Regions from separate parts of the Mus musculus genome. Here regions 2 and 3 are each linked to region 1. The links are chromatin contacts, called in public HiChIP or PLAC-seq maps. All regions are on one chromosome and are shown on one strand. The core of a region is the stretch at or near the end of the contact, and the rest is flanking DNA. Distances in the headings are between cores, read along the strand shown. Region 1 overlaps Il1rl1 (interleukin 1 receptor-like 1). Region 2 has its middle 39 kb from the start of Gm35741. Region 3 has its middle 34 kb from the start of Il1r2.

Region 1 (3,218 bases), core at 99-2,598:
GATAGATAGATAGATAGATATGATAGATGACATGCCTTTCATTTCGACCTTCCTCTTCTTGAATTCTTGCTTCACCAAAATTTCCAACTACTGTTTTGTTAATCTGCCACAGGACATCAGCCAAGAAGTGAGAGCCTTTGCCAAAGCAAGCTGAACAGGCAATACTTGCTGGTTTTCCTAGATAAAAAAGTGAAGAGATTCATCACAAAAGTTGAATTCTGCTAGTGGCATCCAGTTTCACACAGTGTAATAGACCTGTAGTTCTGCTCACATCCCTTCCTTATCCTCGTCCTGTGCCTCTTTGTTCTCACACCTCCTCCCCAATGTCTCCATGTTCCTTATAGCCCTAGCACCCTCTTAACTCAGGGAACACAAAGCTTGCTCTGGCCTCACATAATCACATAGGAGTTGCTGCTAGTTAAAAAGTGAGTTTCTTTTTCACTGGTCTCTTCCACAGCTTTCTCTTCCTACAGAATTCCTCTTATCTCTTCACAGGCTACCTCTGGAGCTAAAACAGCTTTACCCAAGCCAACTATCAAGTAACCTGAATGTCAACATTCACAGAGTGATCTCCTGGCCAATACAGATGCGGATGCTGGCAGCCAACTGTCTGACTGAGCTTGGGGACCAAATGAGTTAGAGGAAGGATTAAAGGTACTAAAGGGGTTTGCAACCCCATAGAAAGAACAACAAGATCAACCAACTAGGCCCCTCCCCAGAGCTCCCAGGGACTAAACCACTAACCAAAGAATACACATGGAGGGATCCATGGCTCTAGCTGCATATGTAGCAGAGGATGGCCTTGTCGGGCATCAATGGGAGGAGAGGTACTTAATCCTGTGAAGGTTTGATGTCCCAGTGAAGGGGACTGCTAGGGTGGTGAGGCAGGAGTGTGTAGGTGGGTGAGCACCCTCTTAGAAGCAGGGGGAGGGGGGATGGGATGGGGATTTGTGAAGGGGAAACCAGGAAGGGGGATAGCATTTGAAATGTAAAAAAATTAAATTACCAATAAAAAAGAAAGAAAACATCAGAGCTGATTTTGGCTACAGTTATACATTCAATCTTCCCTTTCAGAACCTCAGACTTATACTTGAGCTTGCCTAAAAATGAGTCACATCACAGGCATGAGGGAGGACCTGACAGTCTCTGGAAAGGCAAAGCTGTGGAGAAAGGATTAGAGGCTACCACACTGTAAAATAAAATCTAGTAGCCAAGACTTGAGCTGATGATGCAGCTAGAAACTGCTTGTTGGCAAGGAAGAGGGAGGCAGGAAGGACTGCACATGGGAGGTTACGTATGATCTCGCTCCACAGAGATGAGGAACGGCCATGTGGGCAGAATAGGGAAGAATGCAAGCACACAGCTCATCAGACAGTGGTATGCTGAGGCCAAGAGTGTAGGAGAGTGATTGGTTACAGAGTGTGGTGAGGGAGGTATGATTCATCATGGTGTTTCAGACACCAAGTTCTTTCCATTGGACCCAGCATCTAATGAAAACCAACAAGAGCAGAAGCAGATTCATAAAACTCTACTCTCGCTCTTTTGCTATCCATGACCTTTGGTGCTCCTTTGAGCATCTCTGAGCCTATATTCCTCCTCAACAGTGAAGTGAGGACAACTGCTCCCTAGGCAGAACTGATGATAACAAGAAATACTTCTATGACATAACCATGAACTCCAAGGCTCAACACAAATGCAGTGCTGATTTTTGCTGTGACGGGGGCAGGTGTTTTCATATTGTCACCTCACATGATCCCCAAGTTCCCCTCTACTAATTCGTGACCCTTCCATAGGAAACCAGACCTGAAATCCTAAGGAAACGTTTTCCCAGGTCAACAGAGAGTAGTTTAAATTTTCTTACCTATTTCCACTTCCATTGTGTGGTTGTATGGAGGATTTGTAATTACTGGAAACATAGAAAAGCCTTTTTCTTAAAAATTAAAAACAGAAATAGAATATAATTATTGAAGTATTGATTAGTCATCAATATAAAGCAAGTCTTTTGAAGTTCTATTTAATTTCACAGCAGTGTGTCAACTCTTGGAAAATAACCTTTGGCAGTGCAGATACCCAAATGGAACAAGTAATTTATGCCACACTTCTTCTGATTACTATTCCTATGTTATTTTTTGATATCTTCTATATCATCAAGACAAATACTGCCTGATCCAATGACTCTGTAACTTATAAATTATTTGATAACTATGATTCTATAGAAGAAGCATAGACATTCAAAGAAGATGCTGTCAATATATCCATGACAAAGACGTGTTCAGGAGCCCACAGGTCCACTGTTCACAGCTCTCCACCACTGTGCCCATGTGTACATGGAGAGGTTTCTTCTTCCTCCGCAGTAGTTTTCCCTCCTGTTACCACTGAGATGGGGTGGGAGTGGGGAGCAGGGAGGTCTCTGGGAGCATGGATGAACCCTTCACCCTTATATGCTCATTTTCTTTCTGGGTATTGAGATTAAGAAACATTGCAGGACTTGACATTAAACAATGAGAGGGACAGACACAACTGTGGTTTGGTGATGCTTACTCTCAAGCAATGGAGTGCAGAAAGGCTCTAAACAAAACATTGTCTCCAGTATTGCTTAGTCCTATTCTTGTTCCATGCCACTTGATAGTGAGACCCCATGTCTTCGATAGAGGAACTGCACCCAGAAAAAACCTCAATTCTATAAATACCATCAACTATGATTAGGGAATCTTCCCCTCTAATGTCTTCTTTAACGTTGAATTCATATTTGGAAAAAGTTCTTTTCTAAACAAATGACCTGCTTTGAAAACACTGATGATGTCAAAAGCATTATAGACCAGGACTGAAAACCATCCAGCAGTGTGTATAAAAGTACTGTGCCCTGTTACACTCTAGCCTCTTAATTTGTGGCTTTTATATCCAGGAACTCAACTAGCTACATATAGTGGCTTCTTTGATAACTCTTGTGTAGACTTTTGTTTTGTAGATGTATTATTCTCTATGAAGCAGGACACCTGGGTTTTTTTTTTCAGTATTGTATTGGTTATTGCAAGTAATCCAGAGATGGGGTATAATTTAAGGGAGGAGGTGAGGAACCTCTGAGAAAAATATATGACACTGGATCATCCAGGATTTAGGTATATAAGCATTCTGGAGATTAGCCAGGAAGAGGAGGAGGAGGAGGAGGAGGAGGAGGAGGAGTTGTTAAAGAAGGAGGAGAGGAGGAAGGGGAGCAG
Region 2 (3,401 bases), core at 142-2,641, 260 kb after region 1:
ACAATTGTACTCAAACTGGAGGCCACTCCAGTACCCCTCAGCAGTATACTGTAAGCACAGAAGCACTCACAGGAAATCCATTGAGTTTTTCATGTTGACCCCAAATTTCTCCATATGCTACACTTCTCTTAGAAGGTTGGTTTTATTCCTGTGGTACATAAGACTGGTTAGCGTTTATATGACACCATACCCACACCTGCTTTGAGAACATTTCCTTAACTAGGATCTAGGTTATCAAATCTTTACTGTTGACTCATAGTGTCAGATTGTACTCACTGCAAACTGCATTTTGTAGTCGTTATTTACTATACTTTTGTGTCTGTAATGGGTGTCTCCTTCTCTAGAGCTCCTGGAAGCCAACAAGTTATGCCCAACCCCATCAAGGCTCCAGGCTCTCCCAAAGTGGGCTTTGTTTCAGTGAGCTCTCCATATCTGCTCTTCACACAGCCTCCTCATTCATGCCTCCTGTTACAGATGTGTTACCTCTGTTTTGATGACAAAGAACTAGCCCTCAGAGTCTCAGTAAGGCCTCAGCCATGGCCACAGAGCTAAGAAGAAGAACAGAAACAAAATCTAGTATTTCACCCAAGTGCACAGAAATACTTGCACTTTTATGTGAAACCCCTAGCCGTTGCTATCTTTTTCAAATAACTACCAACCATCTCTGACTCTTAAGGGAAAGACCTTTATGTTTCATTGGCCATGTTCAGATCAGTGGAACTTCTCTGGCCTTTCACAACGCATCAAAGAGTATGACCAATATCAGCTATGACAAGACCACTCGGAGCTTCACTGTTCAGAACTTGCAGCTCTTCCCTAATCCTAACCCTAACCTCAACCCCAACCCCAACCCCAACCCTAAGAGGACCTTAGACAAGGGGGATTGAGAGGACTTCATCTGAATCAGGCCTGCCCTTTGGGAAAATCAACCAACCAATCATAAAAGAGAAGACAACCAAAGGGGAGAAAGACTATTCTATTCACTCACCATGTAAATCATCAGAGTATCCAGCCTCCTATTTCTAAGTACTCAAAGAACACATCTTCTAAAGTGTGGAAGTGAGTCAGTGCATAAAACTTACTTTCCTGAGGCAGCAGCAAAGCTTGTCAGACTCTAAGACAGGGCTCAATGTCCTCAGGAAACCCACCACCGGTGTGTCACACTATATACAGAATGTCCCTTTCAGAGGAGCCCCTGGTGGTGCTGTGTCACATTCCTGCCCTCCTACAAGGTCCTCTTCTAAACCTCATGACAAGGAATCCTGGTGTTTCTGGCACAATTCAGTTCACTCAGAAATCTGGCTGGAGCCCAAAACCCAGCCTGGAAGTCAGTTCCTGGGAGGAAGTTATTCTTCAAACACTGAGCTCAAATTTCATAACTCTGGTTGGTTATTAGAAAATATTGGGAAACTCAAATCCCAGCCAGCCATTGTTACCACCTATGCTACCATCTCTCAGCTGGTCAAACAACTGTCTGAAAACTGCCAGTGCTCAATGTCCTCTGTCGTGCTGCTGGTATGCCCACTTGAAGTGTTAAAGGAAGAGAAATCGTGGCACACAAGTTCTTGGGGGTTAGTAGGGCTGGTCACTGGGTGTTCTCTTTAGTAGATCTGATTGGATGGAAAAAGTAAAGCCAACATTTCTGCACTATGGTTTAGATATTTATTGTGTCTACCAGAAGTTCATTATTTAGAAGTGTCATCTGCGTTCAGAAGGAAGACCAACGTGTGGATACTTCATTCCTCCTTAGAATGGGGAACAAACACCCATGGAAGGAGTTACAAAGACAAAGTTCGGAGCTGAGACGAAAGGAAGGACCATCCAGAGTCAGGCCTCATCTGGGGATCCATCCCATAAACAACCACCAAACCCAGACACTATTGCAGATGCCAGCAAGATTTTGCTGACAGGATCCTGATATAGCTATCTCTTCTGAGGCTATGCCAGTGCCTGGCAAATACAGGAGTGGATGCTCACAGTCATCTATTGGATGGAACACAGGGCCCCCAGTTAAGGAGCTAGAGAAAGTACCCAAGGAGATAAAGGGGTCTTCAACCCTATAGGAGGAACAACAATATGAACTAACCAGTACCCCACCCCCCAGAGATTGTGTCTCTAGTTACATATGTAGCAGAGGATGGCCTAGTCGCCCATCAATGGGAGGAAAGGCCCTTAGTCTTTCGAAGATTATATGCCCCAGTACAGGGGAAAGCCAGCGCCAGGAAGCAGAAGTGGGTGGGTTGGAGAGCAGGGCATGGGGGAGGGTTTAGGGGACTTTCAGAGAGGAAACTAGGAAAGGGGATAGCATTTGAAATGAAAATGAAGAAAATATCTAATGAAGAAGAAGAAGAAGAAGAAGAAGAAGAAGAAGAAGAAGAAGAAGAAGAAGAAGAAGAAGAAGAAGAAGAAGAAGAAGAAGAAGCATTGCCTTTAAAAGAAGCTGCAGGAATTTTTGAGGGGCACTGGTTAGATCTCATGAGGAATGTTATAGAAGGGTGATCCTGCCCCCCCCCCCCGCTCTCCAGCATCCTGATTCACCATTGGTTGTTTTCACAGAGGATTTTCACCATGGTCCCATCTGTCATCACATGATGCAGCCTAGGTAAATCCCCACTAAAGCCAAAAAAAGAAAAAAGAAAAGAAAAAAAGAAAAAGAAAAATCCTCAAGGCTGTGAGCAAAATAAATCTTTTCTTTTCAATTTTTCCATGATAAAGTTTCCCAATTCTTTTCCAAGGGTTTTAGACTAAGAATAAAACAATGTTAATATTAAATGCAGGCCTCTATTGTAAGCATCCCTTTTAATGTTTGTTTTTATTTAAACAAAACAAGTTTGGGGGTGCTAGAGCATTTAACTTCTTAATTGATAGCTGACAGACCTTTCCTGGTGCCTTGGCTATCCTGAGCAGAATGTATAAGCCAGAGAGTCAGACAGGCCACCATCTTGGAAGCCAGGCCGCCATCTTGGAAGCCAGCTGCCTTGCATATGACAGACCCTTCAGAGAAGCTGCACTGCAACCCTAGCTGCTTGCTTCTCAAATACAACTCTGGCTCCAAAAGGCGTTGTTTCGGCTGTAGCGATTTCACACAGGTGGTACTAGACATTTCACCATCACAAGCCTTGGTAAACTCAAGCAGTCATTTTCATCCAGGGCAGTAGTGGAGTCTTCTCCAGTTTGTCTAGCTGGCTTTGACACCAATTAGAGAGTAGCCAAGTTATGTAGAGCACTACTGCACCCTTGGGACCCATGATGGTAAGTGATGTGATTCATGGACATCACAGCTGGGTAAGGGCTATTGGTTGCCCCCCTCTTCTGGAGCCTTGCTTGGTGTCCTGTGGTACCATGAAATAGAGTTCTTAGGAAGGAGGCATCTAGGTATGTTACAGCTCAGGGTCTTGTTT
Region 3 (3,306 bases), core at 411-2,910, 390 kb after region 1:
CTTTCATGTGGGAGCTGGAGATTCAAACCCCAGTCTTTATACTTGCATAGAGCACTTTTACCCACCCACGGAGCCATATCCCTGGCCCCTCTACTTTGCTCCTACCAGTTTATGTGACGTTGTTTGCACCTGGCTTATTTTATTTAACAGAACATCTTCCAGGTCTAACCATACCGTCACAAATATATTCGCTACCGTTCATTCACAGATGGATATTTGTTGATTTCATGCTTTGGTATGTTTTTCAACAGTCATTGCCATATTGATTTCCAAAAAAGGGCAACATATACTATCCATAATTCCAATAGTATAGGAGGACTTTCCCAAAATTCCTCTCAATAAAAGGGTATCTTCATCTTAATTTTTATAAGTTGAATATTCTAATTTGCAGCTCCGTAACTGTGAATGGTTTTTTTTTATAGTTGTCTATATCTTTGCAGACTTTTAAGTTGGTTTTGTGAATATGGGTTACTTATTTATTAAATTGACTAACTTTTCTAGATGTTTTGGTTTTTTTCTTTAAATTTTTTGAGTTTTAGCAGTATTTCCATATGCATTAAAAACATCCCCTTCCATGTGATCATTACCCCTTGGTTTCTGCTATGGCTTGTTCATGTGTCAGACAAAGGCCTCTGGGGTAGGACTGAGACCTAAGGGCCTTGGCCTGTGGGGTCAGAGGAGCTGTTTGCAGATGGAGCTTCTTCCTGTGGTCAGGGTCAGGATGCTGAGGCTCTTTCTGCTTCCCCTTTCTTCCATTCCTGGCCATGAGGTGAGCAGCTGCCTCTGTCATACACTCATGATGACACGTAGCCTCACCACAAACCGCAAAGCAATGGGCAAACGGACGACCATTCATGGGCTGGGTCCTCCAAAACCATGAAGACAAGTAAACTTTTCTACTTTTTAAGTTGATTGTCTTCGGGTATTTTATTGCAGCAATGGGAAATTGATAGCTTCGTTTCTAGTATAATTTGATATTCCAAGACATATGTATAATCATAACACATAATATCTTCCAGATTTATTGACTTGGATTAAAAAGTCTCCCTTGTCACAAGCATAAAACATGGCTCCTTACATTTACTTTGTCTGATTTTTATTTGAATATTTTTACATTTGATTTGCGCAGAGTGTTTTATATAGATGAAGGCAGCGTTCGATTTTTCTTTTTCTAAAAATATATTATTTATGAGTATGTGTGTGTGCAGCGCGTATGTGAGGACTCCAGAAGAGGATGTCAGGTCTCCTGGATATGGAGTCACAAGCAGTTATGAGCTGTCTACACGGGTGCTGAGAACCCAAGTTGGGTCCGCATCAAGAGCAACAAGCATCCCTAACCACTGGACCATCTTTCCAGCCCTCTCTTCTTTTGTTTGATGAGTGGTTAGTGGCACTAACACATCGGATAGGTAAATCACAGACCAATTCAAGAGCGGTAGCATGAATAGTATAGTTAAAAAGCAGGTAGACTGATTTGGGGTATCAGTTCCACCACTTCCTGTCTATGGAACCTTAAGTATGTGTGCTGGCTAATTTTTATGCCAACTTGACACAGTTAGAATTGGTAATAAATATCCTGAGACTGACTCTAAGACTGTAGGACTCTCTCTCTGGATGTGGGAGGAGACAGCCCACTGAAGGTGTCACTATCCTGAAGTCAGCTTGGCCATAAACCATGGTGACCTCACAGAGGTTAGCCGCAGAAACAGGGTGGCATCTCTATGGTTGCCTGCAGACTTACTGTTCACCCCTGGTCCCTTGTGACTGACTTTTCCTTCAGACATCTGAGGACAGAGTTTCCAGAGCTCTGAAGTGCTTCATCCCTGAATGTCATCTCTGTTTCCTCCATGGCAGGAACTCAGAGGCCACTTTATTGTGAGAAGGGAAATGGAAGGGCATCTATGGCCAGACTTCCCTCAGGGAGCCTGGCTTCTCTGTCCTGACAGGTCTGTAACCTTGTCCTTCCTCTAAGTCTCTTTCAAACCCTCTTTTCATTAGCACCATAAAAGTCTTGCACAGAGCTGTCTTGCTGTTCCTGATTTCTTGGGCATCACTTCCCAGCATGGGAAGCTGAGGCTACTCAGGGAACCCCACGCCGAGTGGCTGGTGGAGGATTTCCCAGAAGCAGCGAGTCCTGAGGAGGTGCTGCACCATAACTGTGCTGAGGCTCTGGTAGAAGAGATCATTAAGACTTGTTTTTCTGGACCAAGAATAGGAGGTATATTTTACACGCTACATCCTATTCTCTGGACTCTGAGGCCTTGTCCTGCTCACTGAGCATCTATATGCAGGAACTGGTGAGTCTTTCTTCCATCCTGCTGTAGCACCGGACCTATCTTCTTGCCTTGGAGCTCAGCTGACACCCCTCTTCCCGTGGCCTGGCCACCCAATCACAATGTCTAGAGCAGTGGTTCTCAAGCCCCCATCAGTCAGGGCTTCTTGTCATTGTCTCCAAAGGTCAAGGAAGATATTTCCAGAAAACATTTTGGCATGTGTGCTATGTGTGGAAACATGACCAAGGGACAGGAGGAAAAAGCAGAGACCCTTTAAGGCGGTTCCTCACCCTGTGGTGACCCCAATCATAAAAGTATTTCCATTGCTACTTCATAACTGTAACTTTGCTACTGTTACAATCTGTAATGATATCTGATAGGTGACCCGCAAAGGCTCACAAGGACTTAACTGGGCAGAGAACACAAAACTGGTATGAGGTACTGCTGAAGCCGGAGGGATCGTGTTAGTTTCCTATCATTTCTGTGATGAAGAGCCTCAGACTCGGGGTTGATTATCCTCTGTCTGGTACCTTGCCTGCTGGGGATGTTGGCAGAGCATCATTCCATGCAGAGGCCTGGTGAGTTAGGCTCTACCCTGCTCAGATTTCTACGCCCCTGGGCCCCTTACTGCTCACCTCTCCCTTTCTTCCTGTAAGTTAGAATCTCTTGAAAGGTGAATTATTTACATTTCTTTTATACTTTGCTTTTAAATTTGTAATAAATTTCTATTTGTAATTCTTTTTTGTTTCAATAATTCTGTCTAAAGATGTCAAATGTTGTCTAAAACAAAATAAATAAATAAATAAATAAATAAATAAAGTTTTATTATTCCAAACTTGCAAGTGTTGAAAACGTCATTAAAAACTGCAGGTTTAATAATAATAATAACCCTGCAGGTTTGCCTTTTTGTTGTTATTGTTGTTTTAAAATAATGTTTACAATTGAAGCTTGGATGTCCTTTTTTTTTTTGAAGCTTGGATGTCCTTTTTTTTTTTTTTTTTTTTTTGGACATCATGTCTGTACTGGCTAGCTT

Evidence for each region. HiChIP or PLAC-seq counts read pairs in DNA pulled down with a chosen protein or histone mark.
Region 2: a contact with region 1 is called in a CTCF HiChIP or PLAC-seq map of the NIH/3T3 cell line, with 10 read pairs. The contact joins two enhancer-like sites. A contact is called at or near these places in 1 of 39 promoter capture datasets (macrophages) and 1 of 15 datasets of contacts at CTCF or cohesin (the NIH/3T3 cell line).
Region 3: a contact with region 1 is called in a BATF HiChIP or PLAC-seq map of CD8 T cells, with 5 read pairs. The contact joins two enhancer-like sites. A contact is called at or near these places in 2 of 39 promoter capture datasets (the HPC-7 cell line and liver), 1 of 115 datasets of contacts at active chromatin or transcription factors (CD8 T cells) and 1 of 9 other capture datasets (liver).

The regions. Positions count from the first base shown.
Region 1 is chr1:40,443,046-40,446,263 of GRCm38.p6, reverse strand. It overlaps Il1rl1 (interleukin 1 receptor-like 1), which reads right to left. Exons shown (of 11, transcript NM_001025602.3): 6 at 1,862-1,930; 7 at 36-177. Among named protein-coding and RNA genes, the nearest start is that of Il1rl1, 5.0 kb to the right of the region's middle. Within about 2 kb of position 1,348, at least 82 of the 459 cell types and tissues checked have an H3K27ac peak or open chromatin away from gene starts, as enhancers often do. A contact at or near this core is called in CD8 T cells and the NIH/3T3 cell line, where this site is marked.
Region 2 is chr1:40,186,046-40,189,446 of GRCm38.p6, reverse strand. No RefSeq gene overlaps it. Among named protein-coding and RNA genes, the nearest start is that of Gm35741, 39 kb to the right of the region's middle. Within about 2 kb of position 1,391, at least 24 of the 459 cell types and tissues checked have an H3K27ac peak or open chromatin away from gene starts, as enhancers often do. A contact at or near this core is called in the NIH/3T3 cell line, where this site is marked.
Region 3 is chr1:40,048,810-40,052,115 of GRCm38.p6, reverse strand. No RefSeq gene overlaps it. Among named protein-coding and RNA genes, the nearest start is that of Il1r2, 34 kb to the left of the region's middle. Within about 2 kb of position 1,660, at least 53 of the 459 cell types and tissues checked have an H3K27ac peak or open chromatin away from gene starts, as enhancers often do. A contact at or near this core is called in CD8 T cells, where this site is marked.